Linked DNA regions of Gossypium hirsutum: region 1 is linked to region 2. The links are chromatin contacts, called in public Hi-C maps. All regions are on one chromosome and are shown on one strand. The core of a region is the stretch at or near the end of the contact, and the rest is flanking DNA. Distances in the headings are between cores, read along the strand shown. Region 1 holds the start of LOC107921277 (pentatricopeptide repeat-containing protein At2g33680). Region 2 holds the start of LOC107922157 (polyubiquitin).

Region 1 (4,829 bases), core at 361-2,860, 180 kb before region 2:
GAAACCATGGCATTCCACGAAACTGAATCACGACAATGCATACCATCAAATGTTTGACAAGCCCCTTTGATGCTGCCACATTTAGCATACATGGTGATCAAAGCATTACTCACCATTAAACTGGATTCAAACCCCGTTTTGATGGTGTAAGCATGAAGAGTTTCCCCTTTTACTAAACAAGCTTGATTAGCAGATAAACTAAGAAGCCTTGAGAAAGTGACTAAATCAGGCTTTATACCAGCAAATCTCAACTGACGAAACAAAACCATAGCATCTTCATCATCATCATCTCTATTTGTTTTTATGAATCCAACAAGAATAGCATTAAACAAAGCAATACTTTTACTAGAGAAACCATCGAAAACTATTTTTGCAGACTTTAGGTTATCGGATTTGGAATACATATCTACTAATGCAGTCACAATATTGGCATCACACAGATAACCACTCTTAATCACAAATCCATGGAGCTGAACTCCCAAATCCAAGTTTCTGCACTCTGAGCAGCCATCGAGCACAGTTACTAAACAACTTGGATCACAGTAAATTCCATGGTAAAGTAATTCCAAGAATATATCAGCAGCCTTTTCACTGCAACCATTTCTTACATACCCCGATATAAGCGCAGTCCAAGAAATCAAATTCCTCTCACTCAAAGAATGAAACATTCTCTCACTGTCTTCAACCATTCCAAGCTTCCCATACATAGTAATCAGAGCATTCCCTAAAGAGGTCACATTGATGACTCCATACTTGACAGCAAGCCCATGCAACTGTCTCCCTTCCTCAATGCCTACATTTTCACTAAATGTGCTTATTATATTAGTAAAAGTATAATCGGTTGGCTCCAAATCTGAGCTTAACACATCAACAAAAGCCTGAAAAGCTTTCTCCATAAACCCAGCCTTTCCATACTCCAAAATCATGTAATTCAAACACTGAACATCCTTGACGCTAATGTTGTTAAAAACATTTTCCGCTTCATTTAAGAAACCAGTCGTTGAATACAAGGAAATCAAAGAAGTACCCACAAAAGCATTCCCTTCAATCCCACTTTTTATAACAAAACCATGGATTTGCTCACCTCGAATCAAGTCTTCTTCCTCGCTACACGCTTGTAAAATCACCGAACAAGTATGTTCGTTGAACTTCTCACCAGAGAAACACATATCATGAGCGATACTAAACACGGATTCGGAGTCTCCATTGTTTAAATGCCCTTTAATTAAAGTAGTCCAAGTGATTGTGTTTCTAACAGGAATTTCATCAAACACCTTTCGGGCATCATGCAGTTCGTTGAATTTAGTATAAAAATTGATAAGATTATTTCCTTGAAAAACATCATTTGAAGAGTTGGATTTTATTAAAAAAGCGTGAATTGCTTGACCCAACAAGAAATTTCCAGACCCGATGGAGAGCTTGAGAAGATGAGGCCAATCTTCAGCGAGAACCATCTCTTTATTAGTTGAAATGCTGGAGATGGAGCAATTGACTTTTTTTAAAGATGGGCATTTGGCCTTAACAGGTAGCTTGGCTTTTGTTAAAAACACTGGATTTTGGGGTTTAAACGGATGAAGAAGAACGGTGGCGCCATAAGCAGCTTCCATGGATATTTGATTTGAATCAAACAAATTAATAAATAAATTCAAAAAAAAAAAGGCACATATATGCTCCTGGGCTGAAATTTGGCTTGGGCTTAATTGGACCCAAAATGGGGCCTATGAGAAAACTGACCCGATAAACAGTTTCTGTTAGTTTAATTTATGGTTTTCTGTCCATGTAATTTGAGGATTCAGTCCCAATAATTTTGTTTGACTCATTTAATTCTCATAATGATTTAGTTCAAATCATTAACATTGCTAGAAAGTTCCAAAAAAAATCTTTTATTTTTCAAATCATAATGTTTTTAAAAAGATATTGTAGTGAAAAATAACTAGTTAGCTAATGATGTCTTGTAACAGTCCGTTTTTAGTAAAATCGGAACAGTGATTTTGGGACCACAAATCTAAAGTCGGAAAAAATTTATTATTATTATTTTATTTTCTACTATATGATAGAAATATAGTATAAAAATTTTGTTAAGACATTTTTCGTTTACATACCTAATTTGATGAAAAGGACTAAATTGCATTAAGTGCAAAAGTTGAGTTCTAATAGCTAAAGGTATTAAATAGCTATAGAATTTTAAATTGGAGGTCCTTATATAGTAAATAGACCATTAAAATGCTTAGTGGTTAGGCATGAATAGTCATCATTGGAAATTTCATGAAACATTAAGGTTAATTTTAGAAATTATCAATTAAAGTGATATTAAATAAAATTAAAAAATCTATTATCATCATCTACCACCAAATAAAAAAAAAGAGAGAAAACCTAACCATGGTAGATTGAGATATTAGCAAGCTTGTTTTGCTTAATTAGGTATGTATTTTGTCCCGTTTTTGATGATTTCTATGTTTCCGAGATCGTAGTAGCTTAATCTAGCTAGCTCGGGGATTAATTTGCAAAATTGATAAAGTATTAAGGTTTTTATATTGATGAGTATGCTTGAATTTTGAAGCTTTATGATAAAAAAAATGAAAAGTTGTTGTTAGATAAATAACTTTTGTAAAGAGAATTTTGATGAAATTATCAATTAGGGAATAAATTGAAACAGATGATAAATTTATGGTAAAATTGTGAAATTGTGAATTATGTCGGTTGCTATTAATATGTATAAAAATTTACTAGGCTTGAGTAAGGATTAAATTGCATGAAAGTCATTTTCCAAACCTAGGGACTAAATTGTAATAAATTAAAAGTATAGGGAAAAATAGTAATTTTTCCAAAAAATGTGTGTTGGACTAAATTGAATATGAATTATATTTAATTGAGTTAAATTTATTCGTATAGATTCGGTTAGACCTAGTACGGAGTTAGATCGAGGCAAAGGAAAAATATCAGATTAGTTGCATTCGTATCTACATAAACTCGTCGAGGTAAGTTATTGTAATTAAATTGTACATTAATATGTTTTAAATTGAATTATTGCTTGTGAATTGTACAATTTAATTACACGAATAAATACTGGTTGTATATTCGACGATTATCGAGTCCCGTGTGAACCTTATGAAATTCGTAGGATACAAATGACATGTCATTAGGGTTACCGATTTGGTTTGGTCCTGCATGTGTTGCAGACACGCCACAGCTCGTATGAGCTTCCCGTTATACAGCTCGCATGAGCTTCCCGTTATTTAGCTCACATGAACTTCCTATTATTCAGCTCGGAGGAGCTTTCCGTTTACAGCTCGGAGGAGCATACATGAATATGAATTGACGGATTACAGTTTAGTACACCTCGTGTGTACTACTCGTGTATCCAACGGCATTCTAAATGGTTCAACGGGCACAATTCTGTTATGAAATCATATGAGTTTAATATGAACTATTGCCAATATATGCATGAAATATGAATATTTGATGAATTCAACCATGTGTGTTGGATTTTATATGTGATTTTCATGGCTAATATGTTGGTGATCATGTGTTTAGACTTTTGGCCAAATTGATTGAGATATGTTATGTTTACTTACCTATTGTATGGATGTATGGTAAGTTAAATTTTTTGTTATACGAACTTACTAAGCTTAAATGCTTACTCTGTATTATTTTTCATGTTTTATAGTAATTCGGAAGCTCATTTGGGTTAGAAGCTGGTCAGAGCTATTTCACACTATCCATCGGCTCTTTTTGTACTTTAAGTAAATTAATTTCGGTTATAATGGCATGTATAGGATAATTTGGCCAATGTTGGTATATAAATGTTTTGTTAAGACAAGCCATTTGAATGACTTGTGTTTGATATATTTTAATGTGTTTTATATATGTGGTCTTAATATATTTAATGTGTGTTTGATATGGTTGAAGGATGGAAAACTTATAGGTATATTGATGATTGGTTTGAAATAGTATATTTGGTTGACATGTTATAGGGTATATTGGTTGTATGTTGTGATAATACATGTTTAAGACTTAATTTTAGCTTGATTCGAATGTCTTGTTATGGCTTGTTGATGTGCAAATTGTTGTGTTTAGATTGGTACCAAATTAGCTGAGAAATGTGACTTAGAAATTACCTATTTTTGTCCACAAGGGCAGAGACACGGGCGTGTGTCTCAGCTGTGTGTGACACAGGGCTAGGTGACACGGCCGTGTGTCCACTATATCTTTAAAATTGTGCAAGTCAGTATGCTCAACACAGCATAGCACACTAGCATGTGGTTTGGCCGTGTGACCCAAGTCAAAGAGTCACACGGGCTAGGACACGACTGTATGTCCCTATTTCAAATGCCCACACGGCCTGAGACACAAGCGTATCTTCTGACCGAGTGAGTCGCACAGCCTGGCCACACATCTGTGTGTCCCTTACAACTTAGAAAAATTTTAATGTTTTCTGAAAAATTCTTTAAGTACCCGATCTACTCCCGACTTGTTTCTAACGTGTATTTTGGGCCTCGAGGACTCGTATAAGGGACAATAAGTTTGATTTCGATTGGTTTCTGATATGAATGTTATATGATATGAAATGTATGTTTATTTGATATGTAAACTCCGGTAATGCTCCGTAACTCTGTTCTGGCGATAAATACGGGTTAGGGGTGTTACATGCCTTGTGCCCTCGTCTCTATTTTCAAAGGCCCAAAAGTGTCGAGTATTTAAGTTTGAGATTTATCTTATGTAGTTATATATATGGGTTTTTGAGCTCTACTATGTGTGGGTTTTAGTCTAATTCAATTAATTAAATTTGTTAGCTTTAGGACTAGTTTAGCAATGCTTTTGAAAAATAC
Region 2 (5,232 bases), core at 2,478-4,977:
AATTTATTGTATAGGTGAATGAATTTTAGTCCAAAAATTTTAGTGATCGGATGGTTATTTAGGGTATAAAAATTAGATCGTACAAAACTATAAAAGTTAATCACTATTGAATTTTGTTAGTTAATAGGTTCAATTAATAATTGTTCAAGACCTAAGTGATAATTAGACCACTTTGATAGGGTCATGGACGGTTGGTGCACTGTTTAAAGTAATTATATGTTAAAATTAAATTAAATTTTTTTTAAAAATTAAGGAGAAGTGTGTTAAAAAATTAAAAACAATTGTCATCTTCCACCATTTCTTCCTTGCACCGTTTGAACCAAGAAAAAAAATAAGAGAGAGCAGCCATTTTTGAATGCTCCAACTTTGGCTTTGTATGGTAAGTCCTCCTAGGTCTGTTTTTCATATTTTTTTTTTATGCTTTCAATATGGTTGTAACTCGATTTAACTAAATTGTATCTCCATTTTTTAAAATTTTGAAATGTTTCATTGATGGTTTTTTATTTTTATTTTTATGTTAAATATCTTTGTTGTAAGCTTAGATTTGATTATGAATTAAATTGTAAAATAAAATTTATTAGTTTTGAGTTTAGGGACTAAAATCTAAATATGTTAAATTTAATACAAAATTTCTACAATTATGATTTCTTGAGAGTTATAAAAGGGTGGAATTGAAATTGAATTGAAAAACCAAATTAAAAGTGAAAGATATGATAGTTTCGATTTTAGAGACTAAATTGAATAAAATAAAAAATTTTAGAAAAATTGTGAAAAATAAAATTAAGTTGATATATACATTGAATAATATGTTTTAAGGTAATGGACACTGATAATTTAAAACAAATTACCGTATAGATTAAGATTTGAACCAACTAGTAGATAATCGAGAAAAAAGAAAAATTACAAATTAATCTCTGACACTACAATTGTTTCTAATCTTACCTGTATAGCTATATACAATTAGGTAATGTTTGTGGTTAAATTGTGAAATTATAATATTTGAATGTATTTTGAAATGATTATAAATTGGTACAAATGATGAGGAAACGACTCAATTGTAAAAAATTGTTCTAATATGTGTATCGAGCCCGAATAAACTTAGGATAAGATCCAAATGGAGTGCCAATATAATACAGGTTTGCATTTCAGTGCCACTATTTACACTTTGATAGATACTCATTCGTACTTCGATACCTCAATTCTTCGATGCCTACTTAATTAGTCATCTCGTAGACTAAAATATGTCAATCTCCAGCTGGTCGAATACTTCATGGATTTCTCAAAGTGGATTTAGAGAAGACGTTAATTTCTCGTGACAAAGAAAAACATCACGACTTAATTCTGTGGTCTTAAAAGAGTTGAATTTTTTAATGCAATATATTTTTATATATATAAGTAGATCTTTACATGCTTTGGAGGATTAAGATGAAAGAATTCCAAAAATGACATCCAAATATCAGAGGTTCAACGTACCAAACAGAAGTTGAAGGCATTTGAACATCGAAGTTGACGATTCATAATAGCGTCCAAAGACAAACTTAAAATATTAAAACAAAGATCTAATAGCAGTAACCCATGAAAGTTCGAAAACCACATAGCTAATAATAATCCCAGATAAGCTTCCAGACACATTATTTAAAACCAAAAAAAGGCCACCAACAACGGCAAACAATCCTTACCTAGAAACCACCGCGAAGGCGAAGGACAAGATGCAGAGTAGACTCCTTTTGGATATTATAATCAGCCAATGTCCTGCCATCTTCAAGTTGCTTGCCAGCAAATATGAGCCTTTGCTGGTCTGGTGGGATCCCTTCCTTGTCTTGAATCTTTGCCTTAAGATTGTCAATGGTGTCTGAACTTTCAACCTCTAGAGTGATAGTCTTTCCAGTAAGAGTCTTAACAAAGATCTGCATCCCACCACGCAGCCGCAACACCAAATGAAGGGTAGACTCCTTTTGGATATTGTAGTCGGCCAATGTCCTACCATCTTCGAGCTGCTTGCCAGCAAAGATGAGCCTTTGCTGGTCTGGGGGGATACCCTCCTTGTCTTGGATCTTTGCCTTCACATTGTCAATGGTATCGGAACTTTCAACCTCCAAAGTGATGGTCTTTCCGGTAAGAGTCTTTACAAAGATCTGCATACCACCCCGAAGGCGGAGAACCAAATGGAGAGTAGACTCCTTCTGGATATTATAATCGGCAAGAGTTCTTCCATCTTCAAGTTGTTTTCCAGCAAAAATCAATCTTTGTTGGTCTGGTGGGATTCCTTCTTTGTCCTGAATCTTGGCTTTCACATTGTCAATGGTATCCGAACTCTCGACCTCCAAGGTAATTGTCTTTCCAGTGAGAGTTTTGACAAAGATTTGCATGCCACCTCGAAGACGAAGTACCAGGTGGAGGGTGGACTCTTTTTGGATATTGTAATCAGCTAAGGTGCGACCATCTTCAAGCTGCTTTCCAGCAAAGATAAGCCTCTGCTGATCTGGTGGGATCCCTTCCTTGTCTTGGATCTTTGCCTTTACATTATCAATTGTGTCAGAGCTTTCAACCTCCAAGGTAATTGTCTTTCCAGTGAGAGTCTTGACAAAGATTTGCATGCCGCCACGAAGTCGAAGAACCAAGTGAAGGGTGGATTCTTTCTGAATGTTGTAGTCGGCTAGCGTGCGGCCATCCTCAAGTTGTTTGCCAGCAAATATAAGCCTCTGCTGATCCGGTGGGATCCCTTCCTTATCTTGGATCTTAGCCTTCACATTATCAATGGTGTCTGAACTCTCCACCTCGAGGGTGATGGTCTTGCCAGTGAGGGTTTTAACAAAGATTTGCATCTATTGAATCAAAATATCAAAAACAAATTAGTACCTCAATTATCAAGAGTTCAGAAAATTAGCAGAAAAACAAAGTCATAAACAATAAGTTAGAATCCAAGGCCGTCATTCATATATCAATTATTATATTTTAGCAAATTTAAAACCTGAAAATAAAATATGCAAGAATACCACCACAAGAGATGCCCTTTTTAAAATCAAACAAAACCAAGAAAATCAAAATTCACAAATAGAAAGCATAGACAGAATTTTCAAGAGCCTAAACAAATCTACCAATTTAAATTCCCAAGAACACACATCAACAGATTTAAGAATTTCAAATATTTACAACTGAATCTCAATAAACAAAGATGGTCCATTAACAGATCCACTAATAATTTAACTAATTTCAAGGAAGATATTCAACATGATTAACCAAGATCCGATTAGTTAAATTTAAAAAAAAAACCTTATACGTATAAACAATCAAATTATGAGAAGATCTATCAAAATTAAAGCAAAAAAGATTTAAAACTCATTCAAGATCCACCAACAATTCAAGACAATGAGATAACAAACAAGATACGATTTTAAAAGAAAAAAACAAATAATAATACTTAAAAGCAATAAAATTGTTAATTAAGATTGAAAAATTGAAATATAAAACAACTATGAGTTACCTTGTCAGAGTAATTGGAAAACGATTCGAAGTGTTTGAAGACGGAAGAGTCTGCCGGTGAATAGGTTGGGAGATTTAAGCCTTTCTTATAGGTGGAATTTGCCGACTTTACGACAATATTGCCAATAGTATAACCAATCAGTTCTTGCCACATTTATTTCTACCGAAGCCCACGCTGAGTTTAGTTTTTCATTCGATAAATATGGAAAATAATAAAGAAAGTAAATAGCAAAAACTTAAATATAGGCAATTATCTGGTTAAAATGTGTTATATTTACTCTTCACATCTTTGGAATTTAGTCTTTATCTTTTTATTTTTAGGAATTTAGTCCCTCTATTTTCCTCATTTCACAATTTAAGTCTAATTATTAACAATGTCAAATTATTTTGTTAACAATGACATTGTAGTGAACCTAAATTTAACAAAGTAATCTTAACAATCTTAATAATTAGACCTGAATTTTGAAAGCTAAAAAGTAGAATGACTAAATTCCTAGAATTAAAAGTATAGAAGCTAAATTTAAAATTTATGAAAAATATAGGAACTTATGGCATATTTTAACAGCATTATCTAAACTTCTATGCTATATATAGCTCCCATGTGACCATAGGTTTCTTTGGGTTAATATGAAAATTTGTCAATATATTCCATTTTCAATAATATTTTTCATTTTCCTTATGGTTCATAAATAAATTTACCACAATACTTTAATTTTATATTGAATTTTGTTGTTTTACTTTTATTTTATTGAAATTTGCCATTAAAGTTAATTTTTTATTCAATTTTTTATTCAAAATAATTTTAAGACAAATTTTAATATTTTTTATATTTTAATTTAATATTTAAAAATATAAATTAATATAACATAATATTAATATTAAATAAAATTTAAATTAGATTTAGCTATAAAAATAAAAAAATTAGTTTTAGCTATAAAAATAAAAAATTTGAAAAAAAATTCTTATTAAATTATATTTTCAAATTATCAAAATTAATATTGAGTGATAAAATTTAATTAAAAAATCAAAGTTGGTAGAAAATTTTAATAAAATTCTAAGCTTAATAGTAAATTTCAATCACATAAGAGTTGAATGGCAAATTTATTCATATTTTAAAATTTAAATAAAAGTGTTATTTTATTGAAAAACCAACTCGAACGAAAATGTTTGGACGGTTTATGGAATGCAAGCTTAAAAATTGCAGTTACCTAAAACCGAATTGAATTTTATTTTTTTATTTAATATATAATTAAATTTATTTTTATGATATAAAAATAAATGCTTTATATTTAAAATAGTGAAAATAATTTAAAAGTTCTTGAAAATTTATTGGTTTTTAGAAATATTTATGAAAAAGACTGAAATTTTATCAATTAATATTTAAAATCCTTAAAAAAGATCATTTTATCAAAATAAGTCTAAAAATTCAAAACAAAAAATTAATATGAAAAAACTGAGAATTAAATCAAGTCGAACAGAATTATGATAGACAGTTTAAAAAATCCAAAAAAAAATAAACCCAACCAAACTCACATTACCACTAGATAATATAGATGTCACATACATATAATAAGTATATGTTATAATTTACTATGGGTAACCCAAATTAAAAATGATATAATATGGTTAAGGCTTATTGAGCTTCAGTTATTATTAAAGTATGGGTCAAATATGTGTAGATACTCTAATAACCAATTTCTAATTGATGATAAACTAATTAGAAATCAAGGTTAATTTGAAAAGAGAGTC

What was found. A called contact is a pair of places that touch in the nucleus more often than the background predicts.
Region 1: a contact with region 2 is called in a Hi-C map of leaf, with 3 times the contacts expected there. The contact joins the promoter of LOC107921277 here to the promoter of LOC107922157 in region 2. A contact is called at or near these places in 4 of 34 Hi-C or Micro-C datasets (anther, hypocotyl, leaf and 1 more).

The regions. Positions count from the first base shown.
Region 1 is chrD01:28,431,561-28,436,389 of Gossypium_hirsutum_v2.1, reverse strand. LOC107921277 (pentatricopeptide repeat-containing protein At2g33680) reads right to left here and starts at 1,610. Exons shown (of 2, transcript XM_041086508.1): 1 at 1-1,610. The coding sequence starts at 1,607.
Region 2 is chrD01:28,252,979-28,258,210 of Gossypium_hirsutum_v2.1, reverse strand. LOC107922157 (polyubiquitin) reads right to left here and starts at 3,727. Exons shown (of 2, transcript XM_016852038.2): 1 at 3,485-3,727; 2 at 1,444-2,825. The coding sequence starts at 3,637. The coding sequence ends at 1,680.